Linked DNA regions of Mus musculus: region 2 is linked to region 1. A link is a contact called in public Hi-C data. All regions are on one chromosome and are shown on one strand. Each heading gives the region's core, a stretch centred on a gene start, on an enhancer-like site or on the middle of the called end of the contact. The rest is flanking DNA. Distances are from core to core; before and after follow the strand shown. Region 1 holds the start of Batf3 (basic leucine zipper transcription factor, ATF-like 3). Region 2 holds the start of Nenf (neuron derived neurotrophic factor).

Region 1 (7,582 bases), core at 3,799-6,298:
CGCCCACTCCCCACCAGCCCTGGCTGTGTGACTGTCGCCCACTCCCCACCAGCCCTGGCTGTGTGACTGTCGCCCACTCCCCACCAGCCCTGGCTGTGTGACTGTCGCCCACTCCCCACCAGCCCTGGCTGTGTGACTGTCACCCACTCCCCACCAGTCCTGGCCGTGTGACTGTGTGGGATTCAAATGCAGCTCCAGTAAAGCAGAGTCCTGGGGTAAGCGGCAGTGCCGAACGTGCCTCTCCCCAGCTGGCGGCCCTGAGAACTTGGTCTCCAAAACAGCAGCATCAGGAGGACCCTGGGGAGCTGAGTCACAGATGCTCTGCTGCCTCAAATAAGTTGTCATTAGTTGGTGTATGGGTTACAATGTGGGTGATTGTTTGTGGAGGAGAGTCCTCTGACTCACTTGCTGTCTGCCCATCCTGCCACCAGCGCAAAGCCCTCGCTAGGTGCTGAGCAGATGTGGCTCCATATTTTGAGACTTTTAAGTGTTCAGAACCCTGAGCCAAACAGTGTCTTCTTTATCATTTACACAATCTGTGGTATTCAGTAATACAGAAAATAGACTCAGATACAGGCTGCTGATCTGAGAGATAAGAAAGGTGGTTAAGCGCCTTTAGCTACCACGTGAGAAGAGAAAGTCCAGGGTGAAGAGACCACATTCAGCCTCGAAAGTGCAACAGAGCCCCAGCACGCGCCAGCAAGAGGTGACGTCCTGACTGGGCCCGTCTGGAAGTAATGAAGGGATTGTTAAGTGTGGATGACAGGACAAGCTAACAGAGAAATATTCCAGGCAAGATGAAAAGGCAGCAAGTGTCACACCTTAAACCACACCAACATTTTTTTTTTGGGGGGGGGGGTTGAGACAGGTTTTCTCTGTGTAGTCCTGGCTGTCCTGGAACTCACTTTGTAGACCAGGCTGGCCTCGAACTCAGAAATCCGCCTGCCTCTGCCTCCTGAGTGCTGGGATTAAAGGCGTGTGCCACCACCAACATTTAAGAAGAGAGGAGGAGTGGGGGGGGAGAAGAAAGAGGGGAGAGGAGGAGGGGGAGAAGAAGAGAAGGAGGAAGAGAAGAAGGAGGGGGAGGAGAAGGGAGGGGAAGTGAGAAGGAAGGAGAGGGGAGGGGGAGGAGGGAAGGGGAGGAGGGGGAGGGAAGGAGGGGAGGGGGAGAAGAGGGGAGGGAAAGAGGGGGAGGGAAGGCAGAGGGAGAAGAGGGGAGAAGGGAGGGGATGAGGGGGAGGGAACAAGGAGGGAGAGGGAAAGGAGAGATAGCTGAGAAATTGGTGGCACATACCTGTCATAGCACTCAGCAGGCTGAGAGGCAGGATTGAGCAGGAGGCCAGGCTGGGTTACATAGTGACACGGTCTCAAAAAACAAATAAGACAAAGCCAGAGGTAGAAAGGCTTGGAAGCAGGCAGGCGTGGTACCAGAACCGCACCTGAGATTTTTACATCTGATCCACAGGCACGCGGTAGATAGTGAGAGAGCTAAGTGGGAATTCCATGGGCTTTGGAAACCTCAAAGCCAGTGCCAATGCCACACCTCCTCCAAAGCAGCTACACCTTCTCATCCTTCCCAAACAGTTCCACACTGAGCACTCTGTGTATGAGCCCAGAGGGGCCATTCTCTCTCAAACCACCCCCTGAGGAGGAGGCAAGATTTTGAAAAGGAATTAAAAGTATAAAGAGCTATTTTTGTTTAGCTTCTTCAATTTTTAGTTTTGGTAGGGAGAGGGTCTCATGTAGCCCAGGCTGGCCTTAAACTTACTATATAGCCAAAAATGGTTTAAACTCCTGACCCTCACAAGTACCACCTCACCCACATTCTTTTATTTACTTTCTCTTTTTTTAAAGATAGAGTTTCACTATGGAGCCCTCTGGCTGTCCTGGAACTCACTATGTAGACCAGGCTAGCCTTAAACTCAGAGATTTGCCTGCCTCTGCCTCCAGAGTGCTGGGATTAAAGGCAAGTGCCATAATTCTCAGTAATTTCTCTCTCTCTCTCTCTCTCTCTCTCTCTCTTCCTTCCTTCCTTCCTTTTTTTTTTTTTTTTTGAGACGATACCTCATATAGCCAAGGCTAGCCTGAAAGTCACTATAAATACAAACTTGACCTTGAACTTGTGATTCTCTGCCTCTCCCCCGAGTGCTGATCTCGAAGGCGTGTTCCTTCCACCACGGCTGGTTTATGTGGTGCTGAGACTCCCACCCAGGGTATTCTTGTGCACATTAGACAAGCACTCCACTGAGCTGCTCCTCCAGAACTTTAATTACTATTACTGTTGTCACTATTGTTTCTATAGACAGTTTCTCTGTAGTTCCAACTAGCCTCAGGCTGGGTATTCTCCTGCCTCCACCTTCCTGAGTGCTATAGTGTGAGAGCCCCCACATCTAGCTTTTGTTTGAGTCTATAGTGAGAGAAAAATCAAGCGTGGGAAGAAGCCCGGGGGCTGGGGCTGAGAGGAAGAGGCCCGAGAATACAGAAGCAAAGCAATAGGCTGGGAGGACCCAGAAGAATCAGACTGGAAGGACTGATGATGAGCACCGTGATGCCATCACTGCCCCCTCCCCCGATAGGAGACAGCTGTCCCTGTGGCTGTCCTGTAGTCCTGACCTGACCACAGGCTCACCTCGTGGAGCTTGTCAGCCTTCTGGGTCTGCTTCTTCCGGCTCCTCTGAGCTGCAACCCGGTTTTTCTCTCTCCTTCGAACTTTCCTGTCATCGTCCTTGGGGCTCTGGGGATGACATGTGGTGAGGTAAGACTCTCAGACTCTCACCATGCTCCAGTGGGCTACTGAGAGGTTTTGTTAAGGAACACCTATCCTGTGGTGGGGCTTTGCTTTATATTAATCACCACCCACATACTGAAAAGCGTATAGAAAGACTGTTGTTTTAAAATGAGGAATATAAGGTCTGGGGTGCAGCTTAGTGGTGCCATATGTGTGGGATATGTCAGGCCCTGTGTTCCATACCCAGGACCACAAAAAATAAAAATACTATGAGACAACGAGGAATCAGAAACTCAGGTTAGGGAAGTTCTCCAGGTACCACGGCCAGCATGGGGGTGAGTGGGAAGTGGAACTCAGGTTTGCTGGTCCCCAAACCAACGTTCACAAACTTCTGCCCCACAGGGCGTTTGCCTGGAAGAGCGGTGCTGTTACTGCTCATCTGAGAGTGAGAAAGACTGGGGTGTGTGCTCGCTAGAACTTGCTGTGCACAGCCTTTAAACTACCACACACTGGCAAGTCCTTCTGAAACTGTATACAGACCATAGTTATGCATTTATTAGTAACTGCAACCACACAGCTCTACCAGTATGTGGAAAACTCTGGAACACTAATGACGACATGCTCTCTTGAACAACACTTGGCTGACATTTTCTTTTCAGAGGTCAGGGTTATTCCAAATGCAAATCTGTGATGCGTTTTGAGAGTTCTTAACCAAATATCCAAAAATCCTTCATGAGGTGACATGAAGTGGGCAGGCAGAAAAAAATGCACGTACCACAGCGAGAGCTTACTTAGAGGAAAGGGTCTGCTTTCCAGAACTGCAATTGACACCATCAGGGGAGGAAAAAAAATGTCCTTCAAGACTGAGTTCAAAAGGTGTCTAGATGGGGAGGGAGCTTAGTGGTAGGTGAGGCTCAGGGTGTAATCTGGAGCCACAGCAACAGCAAAACCCAGAGGCTGGCGTACAAACTCAGGGCTTCAGCCAGGAATCCCAGGCATAGATAAGAAGAGACAGCAGACCCAACACCTGCTCAGGAGAACACAGGTGTCAAAACGTGCCTTCCAGAAGTCCTCCCCCCACCCCCTTCTTCAACAGTTTCACGTAGTCTCCCTTCCCTTTCCTCCCTAGCTCTGGAATTGTACTCCTGCATCACTACACCCCAAAGGTCTTGATAAACACACCTGGAGCATCCAGGGGGACATGCCATATAAACGATGTAACTTCAGCTTTTACACCCTCACAAAGCCTTCCACCGTATATAATAACTAAGACCCTGCCCTGTACTCAGAACACTGCTGGGCTCTGCTGCCCAGAATCAAGCTGACCTGAGATTTGACCTCACTGGCTCTCCACTGGTGCTTGACAGGAAATAATGTCTCTATTCTCCAAAGCCAACAAGTCTCAGGGCAAGGGGCAGCATGCCTCCTGTCCTCTGGGAGCTGTCACATCACCTGCCACAGATGATCACACCTTCCCTCTGGGCAGGAATGACGAATGGAGACACAAATCACCCATCACTCACATGACCTCTGCAAACGTCCTCAGGAGATACAAAAAGAGTTCATCTTATAGATGGGGAAATTGAGGCTCCGCTAGTCGAAGCAAATAGTATAAGGCCACTCCAACTACTTGGCTCAGACTTCCAGGGTCATCCTGGGACATTACACTTCAAGCAGAGAGTTGGGAGTGTGTGTGGTGACTAAGAAAAATAAGACCTGATCTATTGATAAAGCAACCAGGTGGCCAAGAAGTGTTCCAACAGTGGCCTCTATTTGGTCTCAGCTTCTTGTGACTACAGCTTTGAAAGCTGGGACAACAGAGGGTGCTGATCATATTGGGGCGAGAAGTTTCCACCCGTGCTGGGGGTGGAGTCTGCCCATTAGAGACAAAACCCCACACCCACAAATTGACCGGTCCGACATTCCCCATGCGGATCTTGGCCAGTGGGTTGGATGCAGGGACGAACCGCCCCTTTGGGCTGAATTCATAATATCGGAGCTCCGGGCCCCCTCCCACCAGCGCCCACAGGAGTCAAGGATGAAACTGCCCACAGCAGCGCGGACCCACGTGTTCGGCGCCGAGTCTGGAGGGGCTGCCGCCTTCCCAAGCGCTTGAGGCGCACGGCGGGGGCGCACGGCGGGGGCGCACCTGGAGCTCTGCCCTCACCCTCACCCGGTCCTCACACCCGGCCCCCTTGTCCAATACCTGCGGCTGGTTCCCGGGCGCATCCACGCTTCTCTGCAGCACGCTGACCGCGGGGGGCCCTTGCGACATGCCGCGCGCTCGCCACACGGGGCGCCCTGAACGTGGGGCTCTGCTACCCGCGCTCCGCCCGCATCCCCGCACTTGCTGCCCCGCCCCGCCCCGCCGCTTCCCGCTCTCCGGGCTCCACGGTGCCCGCCTCCCCACCCCGTGTCCAGTCCCGGCCCGGCCCGGCCCCGCCCCCTACTCCCACCCCGCCCCTGCTTCCTCCTCCCCCCACCCTCTCGCCGCACCTCGGGGTCCAGGATCCCACCCAAGTCGCTGCTTTCCGCTAAGGGCCCCCGCTCTTCGTGGAAGTCACGTGGCAGCACCGAAGCCCACCCACGGAGAAGACCCCGAGTGGGTGGAGACGGGGTGCTGGCGCAGCGCCGCCGTGGACGGTCCTCCGGCCGCTCCTGGGAAGTTTGGGTGAGAAGCACCAGTGAGTGGCTCGGTGGCTTCAATGTCCCTTCGCAGCCTCCCTTAGCGCCCCAGCGCCGGTCACCGCCGATGGGGAGATTTCTTCCGGGCGAGGCGGCACCTGGACCGGTGGCGCCAGTGGGCAGGGACCGCAGCAGAGACCGTCCGCGCTATGGGGACAGCGGGAGCCTCAGGGCTTTTCCACTGCGGCGGCGTCTGGTCCAGTGGGAGGGAGGGGGCGAGGTGACTGGGAGGGCGAATTCTGATGGGGGGGGGCGGGGCGGGGGGAGCGGCAAAGAGAGGTTGTGAGTCGAAACCACGCTTGAAGTCCATCCTCACACATTCAAAGGTCTGGGCAGGCCATGCTAAGGTCCCATGGGCTAGCTGCATTTGCTTCTTCAAGATTAAGGTGATACCTACTAAAGGCTAAAATATATGGTTGCTATGTTTATGTCAGACTAGGTAGAGACGTATCTCATCCCTCTTCACCCGCCTGCCAGTTTTTAAAATATGAAGTCAAGATGACTGTGCCCAGCAAAGAAAAAAAGAAAAAACCCTAGCGGTTGCAGGTTTGTGGTTTGTGCATAGCATAGGAGAGGAAAGCTAACCACGAACTGGGGGACGGATGGGAACCAGACAAGAGTGGCCTTTCTCGTGTGCTCATTTTGGCCTACTGGCTTCTGGGCAGTGGGAGAGGTGACCTTTCTGAGTCCTCACCCCAGTGTGCATGGCTCTGTGCCAGAATTTAAGCCGTAAGTCTGGAGAGAGGAGCTTGTTTGAACCTGCCTGCGCGGCTTTAGGCACCAGTAGTGGTCATGTGTGCTAGTAGGTCACGGCATAGCCAGTGTCCACACATCACAGCAGAGCCTCTCCATGCTAATGGTTCCGCCCAAATTTTAGTTCTGACCCTCTTCTATCAACATGCATGCATGCTCCGGTGTGGGGGGAGGGGAGAAGGAGGGGAGAGAAGAGAGAGAGAGACAATTACATCTCACACAGTATAGAGGAGTGCACAGCACAGCATCCTGCACTTGGTGTGGGTCAGCCCAGGACCTCTGTCCTTGAAAATTAAAGGACCCTGTAAACGGGGTGTGGTGGCCAACGCCTACAATTTCTCCACTCACAAGGTTGAGGCAGGGTTTCCACAAGTTCCACTATCTAGCTTGGGCTATACATTAACCTCCAGGCTAACTAGAGCTAAATAGCAGGATGAGATCTCAATACAACCAAAGACTAACAAAATAAGCAATTTGTGGGGGCAAGTGATCCTAACTTTTAGACGTTTAAGAATGGGTGTTGGAGGGGGTGATCCTCGACATACCAGTGCACTCCCGTGTGTCATTCTAGTGGGCTCCTTTCCTGTTCCAAGTCCTCTGGGGTCCTCCCCACAGCCTGGGGCCAGGGCCAACAGCAGACTTATATTGGCTTAGTCTACTTATGGCATTGTTTCTTTTTTCTTTTCCTTTCTTTCTACCGCCCCCCCCCATATCCCCCTTCCCTACACACTCATACACACCTTGAGTTTTTCAAGGCAGGGCTTCTCTGTGTTCAGCCCTGGATGTCACGGAACTCACTTTTAGACCAGGCTGGTCCCGAACTCTCAGAGATCCACTTCCTGAGCACTGGGACTAAAGGCGTGTGTCACCATGCCCAGCATGGAACTATTTCTTTCCCTTCCTATTAAGTCTGTACACCATATGGGTGTCGGGTTCCAGAAGAGGGTAATGGAGTTCTGGGTAGTTAATAGTGAGTCACCATGTGGGTGCTGGGAATGGAACCTGGGCCCTCTCCAAGAGCAGTCAGTGCTCTTCCCTCATCCCCAGCCATCTTTCCAGCCCCTAGAATTGTCATCTCTTTTGCGTGCTTTCTTAAACTTCTTGAGAAGGTTGATGCTGGCTTCTTCACACACTCCATGTTTATAAAAGTAACATTAAATTTATTTATAGTATCCCAATAATGCTATTATAGTATGGTGCTAAGTTCATTTGCCACACTAGAAAGCCAAGATAAATGCTTGCTTGGTCTATATATCAAGTTTCAGGCAAGTCAGAATTACATAGTGAGACCCAGATAGATAGATAGATAGATAGATAGATAGATAGATAGATAGATAGATAGATAGACAGACAGACACACAACACACACACACACACACACACACACACCTTTAATCCCAACACTCAGAAGGCAGA
Region 2 (7,582 bases), core at 3,213-5,712, 220 kb before region 1:
CTCTGCCTCCCAAATGCTGGGATTAAAGGCATGCGCCACCACCGCCCGGCCAACAAAACCATTTTCAAAGCTAGCTTCCCTGTCTATCTTCTTTCTACTTGTTCCCTAGGAGCAGGAAAGCAAGTATCTCGTCTCATGGCTTCAACTACTGTCTCTATCCTAGAGAGTCATGTAATGAGTTTATGTCCCCTCAAACTATGTGGATCTACCTAAAAATGTGACTTTGTTGGAAATAGAGTCATTGAGGATTTAATTGGGTGTAAGTGGGATGGGGTAGTCCAGTGTGGTCTGTGTCTTTATAAAAAGACAGAAGTTGTCTTCTGTCTCTGTGAGAGAATGCCATGAACAAGGCAATTTATAAAAAGAAGCCTTTAGTTTGGCTCTCAGTTTTAGATGTTAGAGTACATGATGGTGGAGGGAGGCTTGCATCTTGATCTGCAACCAAGAGGCAGAGAGAAAGCTTTGAGGGTTCATGAACCTTCAGAAACCCCAAAGCTCACCCTCAGGGACATACCCCCAACAAGGTCACACACTTTAATCTTTTCCAAACAGCTCTACCAACTGGGAACAAAGCATCAAATATATGACCCAGTGAGGGACATTTTCATTAAAAACACAATAAACATGGATATGATGTCAAGGCAGGAGGACACCATGCAATGACCTTCCCCTACACTCCAGGACATCCTGGAGTGGCCCATCGGCAAAGGCAAAGTGGCTCCCCAGTTACTCACATGATGACTGCCGGTCTCCCCTTCATCCCTGGGCTCTGTGTGCCCCAGGCCAGCAAGATCTCCACATAGAATCACAAACTTAATTAAAACATGAATTTTTTTTGTAACTAGGTTGCATATTTCTCAAAAATGAACTTTGTAGATGACAACATCGAGTCACAGTGCCAAGAGATCAGACACATCTATAAGTTTTCCGGTTTGTGCTCCTTCAGTTCAGCAGCCCAAGGAAACTAACCCCACTCCCAAATATGTGGGAGCACATCACTGCCAGCTCTCTGAGGACCTGGCTTGTGTCTTAGTGGGGGTTCCCACTGTTGTGAAGAGATGCCGTGACCACAACAACTCTTATAAAAAAAAAGAATTTAATTGGGGCTGGCTTACAGTTCAGAGGTTTAGTCCATTGTCATCATGACAGGAAGCATGGCAGCCTCCAGGCAGACATGGTGCTGGAGAGGCAGCTGAGAATTCTATACCTGGATTCATCAGCAGCAGGAAGAGAGTGAGCCACTAGGTGTAACTTTAATTTTTTTTCAGACCTAATCTTAAACGATTTAACCTCCCTTTCAACCTACCACCTACCAGGGGTAGTGGAAAAGAAAGGATACAGGGGAACTGGACTTGTTTAGAAAGGTTTTTTTGGAGCAAATCCCATCTGTGTTGTCAGTTCACAGGTCAGCAGCATCAGCTAGATCCACTCTCAAACACTTCACAGATACACCAGCAGTCTAGTTCGATAGAGTGTGGATAGCAAACACCAATCAGCAGCTGTGGCACTACCTAGTAGAGACAGCCAGGCCTCAGACTCAGCACAAGTCAACAGGAGGGACCAGGAGGAGAAGTTCTTGGCTGTGCCTTTGTCAGCAAAGTGAAGATCAGTGAGGGCTTGAGAACAAACATTACACAGGCAGCTCTATAAGCAAGCCAAGCTCAGCCTCAGTCCCTGGTGTCTGTCGCACCCTCTTTATCCTCTCTCCACACATCACTTGTCCTCCACGGGTCTCGCCTCAGCACATGCATCTGTCTCAGCTGACATCACTGTCACTCAGCCCAAGTCCACGAAAACAAGAAGCCACAGCACACCACCAGAAGTTTTTTGATGTGTTTCTCTCTGTGGAGTCCCAACAAATGGAGCTCAACTACACAATGTAAGGTCAACCAAAATATGTTTGTCCTTAGTAAAGAATCCTTTATCATGTGTCCTTTTGTTTGTTTTAACAGAACATCCTTTCTCCTATGTGTGCTTTAGGGAAACATTCCTTCATGATCATCTTAGCCTTTCAGACCTCTGTCCACTTCAGAAAACACTCCTTCACGTGTTTGCCCCAACAAAACTCCATCCAACACAACTGACTTTCCAAAGAACCCTTAAGTTTCTACTTCAACTAGGCCTGGCTTGAAATTCCGAAACCTCGAAACCTGCCCCCAGGAACTTCCAATAAAGCCATACATACTCCAGCAAGGCCGCATCTCCTAATAATCCCACCCCTAAGGGCCTATGGGAAACACTTTTATTCAAACCACAAATTGTATGCCCAGTTGTCTGTGCCATTTCTGCACTCAAAGTCTACCTAGGAACATCAGAGGAAGAGCTAGTGAAATCGATAACCTGGCACCCTGATACCCTATCAGGTTCTATCTCTGCTCTGCTCTGGGCCTGTTGTCTTAGTAAGGTCATTTAACCTTCCTGTGCCCAGTAGCCTTATGGGTAATATGAAACTATCGCTACCTGTTTGTGGTGGTTGACTTTGATTGTCAACTTGATTGAATGAAGAACCCAAGAGTGTTGGTCAGCACGCCTTTATGTGTGTCTGTGGGGCCTTTCCAGACAGGAGAATACCTGTCCCAGATGTGGATAGCACATTGCACAGGTGGGGGTCCAGGGATGAAGAGAAATGGTGAAAGAAAAAGTAAGTAACTCTGGTGGTTTCCTCTCTGCCTCCTGATTGCTGAGGTGTGGACACACGGCCTATCCCCATCCCAGGGTGTTTCCCACCCTGGGGGACGGAATCTCCAAAACTGTGAGTCAAAATAAACCTTTATTTCCTTAAATTACTTCTTGTAAATCATTGGTTGTGAATAATGTATTTGTTACTAATACTAATTAGTTATCAATTAGCATGTTCATTGCTAATTAGCAATTAGTTACTAATTAGTATATTGAGTGCTAATACACTGTTCACAGAGCCCAGGGAATAAAAATGAGCCATCAGAAAGTCTTTAGAGCAGAGTTTCCTTTGAATTCCATCAAGGGGAAGTGCTGCCTGAGATTGGCAGGCTCAAGGGAAGGGAGAGCAGGGGATCCGCTGTGAGCATCCATTCCCTGCCTTAGACCACAGCAGCCATCAAACTCCAGCTTCCCTCCCAAGATTCTAGCCTCTTATTTCATAGCTCCAGACATGTGAGCCACACCTCCTCCTCCCTGTGGCTGGTCTTCTCTGCCACAGGTCTCAGCCTCAGCCTCTGTCACCTGTGTGGCCAGCAGTCTGCTTTCCTGTTGGATACAGCTAAGAAATAAATACTAGGAAACATTATTGGAAAATAATTTCTACATTCTTTTTAAATTTTACTTATATGTATGGCTGTTTTGCTTGTATACCACATTTGTACCTGGTGCCTGCAGAGGCCAGAAAGGGTGTCAGGGCCCCTGGGACTGGAGTTACAAATGCTTGTGAACTGCCGTGTAAGTGTAGAATCCAGGACCTCTGGGAGAACAGGCAGCGCATTTCATGTGGTCAGGAGAAATTGCAGGAAGAATCTTTTGGCTTCCTGACACACAGGCCTGCAGAGCGAGAAGAGGCTGGAGCAGCCAGAGTGCTCAAGGCCAGAGATATTGTCAAGATGTGTTAGGCCTCAAGAAGGCTGTGATATTTCACCCTGGGAGTTAGAAGGGCCTCTTCAACCTTGAGATTCTGCGACTCGGTATAAAGCAGATAATGTGTTGTGAGTTTGGCACAGCCTTCAAAGCCATAATCATGTTCGTTGCAACACAATTCTATAAAAGAGCCAGGCTAGGAAGATCCCTGCAAGGTCAGCCTTGGGACATAGCCAGCCTGAAAAACAGAACGAAATCCTGGAAGGAAAGGAAGGGAGGGGAAGGACAGGGGATAGGAAAGGAAGGGAAGGGAAGGGAAGGGAAGGGAAGGGAAGGGAAGGGAAGGGAAGGGAAGGGAAGGGAAGGGGGGGGGGAAGGGAAGGGGATAGGAGAGGAAGGGAATGGAAGGGAAGGGAAAGGGATAGGAGAGGAAGGGAAGGGAAGGAAAGGAAAGGAAAGGAAAGGAAAGGAAAGGAAAAAAGAAAAGAAAGGAACGAGGGAAAGACAGATGGGGAAGAGGAAGGAAGAGAGTGAGGGAAGGAAGGAATGAAAGATGGGGGAAGGAGAGGGAGGAGAGGAAGGGAGTAAGGGAAAGGGATGGAGAGAAGAAAGAAGGAAGGGAGGGAGGGAGGAAGGGAGGAAGGAAGGAAGGAAGGAAGGAAGGACGGAAGGAAGGAAGGAAGGAAGGAAGGAAGGAAGGAAGGAAGGAAGGAAGGGGGGGCAAGTTACTCGGGCCTGGTGCCACTAGTGTATAATCCCAATTCTCTGGAGACTGAGGCAGAAGGATAGCCACCAGTTCAAGAACATTACAGGCTATGTAGTAGGACTTAGCGTCAGAGAGAAAGGAGGAGAGGACAAATTGATAAGGCTGGGTCCTGTCTTACAGGGCCCCTCCCTAGGAGCCGACTGTGCTCCGCCCCGCCCCGCCGTCCTCCCGCCTGCTCCTCGCTGTCTATGGCGCGCCCCGCGCCCTGGTGGCGGCTGCGGCTGCTGGCGGCGCTCGTCCTGGCGCTGGCTCTGGTCCCAGTGCCCTCAGCCTGGGCTGGGCAGACGCCGCGCCCCGCAGAGCGCGGGCCCCCGGTGCGGCTCTTCACCGAGGAGGAGCTGGCCCGCTACGGCGGCGAGGAGGTAGGCGGCGCGGCCTGGGCCGGCGGCTGTCCCGAGCTGACTGGTGGCGGGGACCCACGCGAGGCCGGGTGGAGGCAGGGCGTCGCCCTGACGCCCCACCCCGCGCTTCCTCCGCCCCGCCTTGTCGCTGTGGGTCTGAGTACAGACCTCAGACCCTTCTAGATTTTAGTGTGAGGGTGAGCTGGGGTCACACGGCCTACAGTTTGTGCAAAGTGACCGGCCTGAGAGTGCGCACTGAGCTAGGGGGGTCTGGGGCCGGCAGGATGATCCAAGCCTTTCCTTTCCTGCCCCGGTGTCCCGGGCCTACTGAAGCTCACCCTTCAGACCCCATTTAGTGTCTGGGCTGGTGGGGATGAACGCAAAGGAGGAAATAACACTACCCGATATGGGTAGCTGCTTTAGATGGGGAGGAAGCCTGAATCCAGTTAGGAAGAACCGGTCTCTTGGCATTGTAGTGATTCCAGGAATTAATCCCCTACCTTTACAGATAGGGAAACTGAGGCACGTGCTCAGTGGTACAGGAGGGAAGGACCCGTGTTGCTTCGCTGAATCTATGTGCCCTGAGCTCCCTAGCTTCGGTGTTAGCGAACCTTACATAGACCAAATATGCAAGGGTCTCTCCCAAAACAGATCTTTAGGGATGAAAGCTGAGGCCAGTGGTTCTCAGCCTGTGGGTCCTAAGACTGTCAGAAAACACAGATGCTTACATTAGGATTCATAACAGTAGCAAAATTACAATGATGAAGTAGCAATGGAAATCATTTTATGGTTGTGGGGGTCACCACCGCATGTGAAACTGTTTAGAGTTGCAGCGTTAGGAAGGTTGAGGACCGCTGCTTTTTTTTTTTTTCTGGCCGCGCTTGCTCCCGTCTATTTATTTATTATATACAAGTACAATGTAGCTGTCCTCAGACACTCCAGAAGAGGGCATCAGATCTCATTGCAGATGGTCGTGAGCCACCATGTGGTTGCTGGGATTTGAACTCATGACCTCTGGAAGAGCAGTCAGTGCTCTAAACTGCTGAGCTATCTCTGCAGCCCAAGAACTGCTGCTTTTGACCCACAGGTCCATAAGAACACAGGGATAGGAACATGGCGGGAATGTGAACGGGTGTTACCGGACAGCGGAGGGAACTCCCGGTATAGGCGCATGGGGAGAACAGTTAGCAAAGCTGGCCTGTTGTTCTGCCTAGCAAGGCAATCCACGCCTTACTGATGCGGGCGGGCGGGCTTCTCACTGCCTACACTGGGTGTGCAGTATGGTTTATGTGGAGCACTCTGCATCGGGGCACCCAGACTGGCTGGGGAAGAACCCAGGGTTTCTAGTGGGTAGAGGACCAGATCTTGGTCATTTGTTGTTGGCGAAAGAGATGGTGAGTGTTGTCATCATAAAAAGATAAAGTGGTATTAATATATGTTCTATGGGGGTGTGGTGAGGTGTGGGGGGAGGGGGTGCCTCAGTGGGCCCATGCTGATGCCGAGGCATCTCTTCATCTCTTCCCCCTGAGGGAAACACAACGGTATAGTGTAGAATAGAGTTTATTTAGGGCATGGAGAGGGAGTTAAGAGGGTAGGAGAGAGAGAGAGAGAGAGAGAGAGAGAGAGAGAGAGAGAGAGGAGGAGGAGGAGGAGGAGGAGAGAAGAGAAGAGAAGAGAAGAGAAGAGAAGATAAGAGAAGAGAAGAGAAAGAGAAGAGAAGAGAAGAGAAGAGAAGAGAAGGCCGGCCATGACCACATGGAGAGAGGGGGTTAGAGAATGAAGAGGGGGGAACAGGGGGACAAGGGTAAGAGAACCAGAGATCGAGGAGGGGGCAAGCAGCCCCTTTTATAGTGGGCCAGGTCTACCTGGCTGTTGCTAGGTAACTGTGGGGAGGAACATACTTGACTGCTGCCAGGAACAGTGAGGGTGGAATCCAGACAGAATACGAACATTCCCCCATTTTGGTTTAGTGTTGTGGCGCAAGCCTTTAATCCCAGCACTCAGGAGGCAGAGGCAGGCGGATTTCTGAGTTCGAGGCCAGCCTGGTCTACAAAGTGGGTTCCAGGACAGCCAGGGCTATACAGAGAAACCCTGTCTCAAAAAAAAAAAAAAAAAAAAAAAAAACAAAAAACCAACCAATCAACCAACCAAACAAACAAACTTAGAAAGAGGTGATGGTGAAGCAGAAATAGGGTGGATGTGATATCTGGCTGGTTCATGCTGACATTGGGGCGGCGTGTCTCTGGGGAACCTAGAGGGATGGGTATGGGGGATGTTTGTCTAGTCTTAAGAGAGCGGTCTGCTTCCTTGCTGTCCAGGGCCTGTGGAGCCATCTGAGGATAGGTCGGAAGGAACAGGTCCAGTAGAGTCTGTGTCTGTGAGGAGATTGGAGCATCTGAAGGTTGCTCCTCTGGAGTGGTCCTGGGTATAGTAAGCGCCTGGACTTGACAAGATGTTGAAACACATTATTATAGGTAGAGAAAAGATTAAGTATGTTTGGGAGAAAGAACAGTTTTTTAAGATGTCCAATTGAAACCCAGAGGAATCCCACCCGCTGGAACAGCCGATGTACGGATCTGGACGGAGCCTATGTGATCCATGAAAGGTAGATCTGAGTGGGTTTCCTGTAGCTTACAAGTTTATAAAAGAGATAGCAACATGAGTTAACCACACGAGCAGTCTTTAAGACGAGCCTTTTGTGGAGCAGAAGGAGCATGATTCAAAAGTTGGATCATATACTGGAATGTTTTATTAGAGTTAAGCAAATTTATAGGAGCTCAGATAATATCAGGACAGTGGCATAGCAAGAAGAGGAAATATGAAGTATTTAATGGAAACAGAGTTTAGTTTTTTTCTAGCTGTCAATGTAGTCAGAAGTCTGAGAAAGAATAAACAATAGTCTATCGGTTATATATCAGTTGTGTATTAT

The links. Hi-C and Micro-C count contacts between places; a contact is called where the count stands out from the background.
Region 2: a contact with region 1 is called in a Hi-C map of bone marrow-derived macrophages, with 33 read pairs. The contact joins the promoter of Nenf here to the promoter of Batf3 in region 1. A contact is called at or near these places in 7 of 39 promoter capture datasets (the 3T3-L1 cell line, the C10 cell line, HPC-7-derived erythroid cells and 3 more), 1 of 15 datasets of contacts at CTCF or cohesin (pro-B cells), 6 of 484 Hi-C or Micro-C datasets (B cells, the N1E-115 cell line, bone marrow-derived macrophages and 2 more), 8 of 115 datasets of contacts at active chromatin or transcription factors (the 230-238 cell line, the HPC-7 cell line, astrocytes and 4 more) and 2 of 9 other capture datasets (adipose tissue and liver).

Annotation. Positions count from the first base shown.
Region 1 is chr1:191,095,880-191,103,461 of GRCm38.p6, reverse strand. It overlaps Batf3 (basic leucine zipper transcription factor, ATF-like 3), which reads right to left and starts at 5,048. Exons shown (of 3, transcript NM_030060.2): 1 at 4,935-5,048; 2 at 2,630-2,734. The coding sequence starts at 5,003.
Region 2 is chr1:191,315,011-191,322,592 of GRCm38.p6, reverse strand. It overlaps Nenf (neuron derived neurotrophic factor), which reads left to right and starts at 4,462. Exons shown (of 4, transcript NM_025424.3): 1 at 4,462-4,674. The coding sequence starts at 4,501.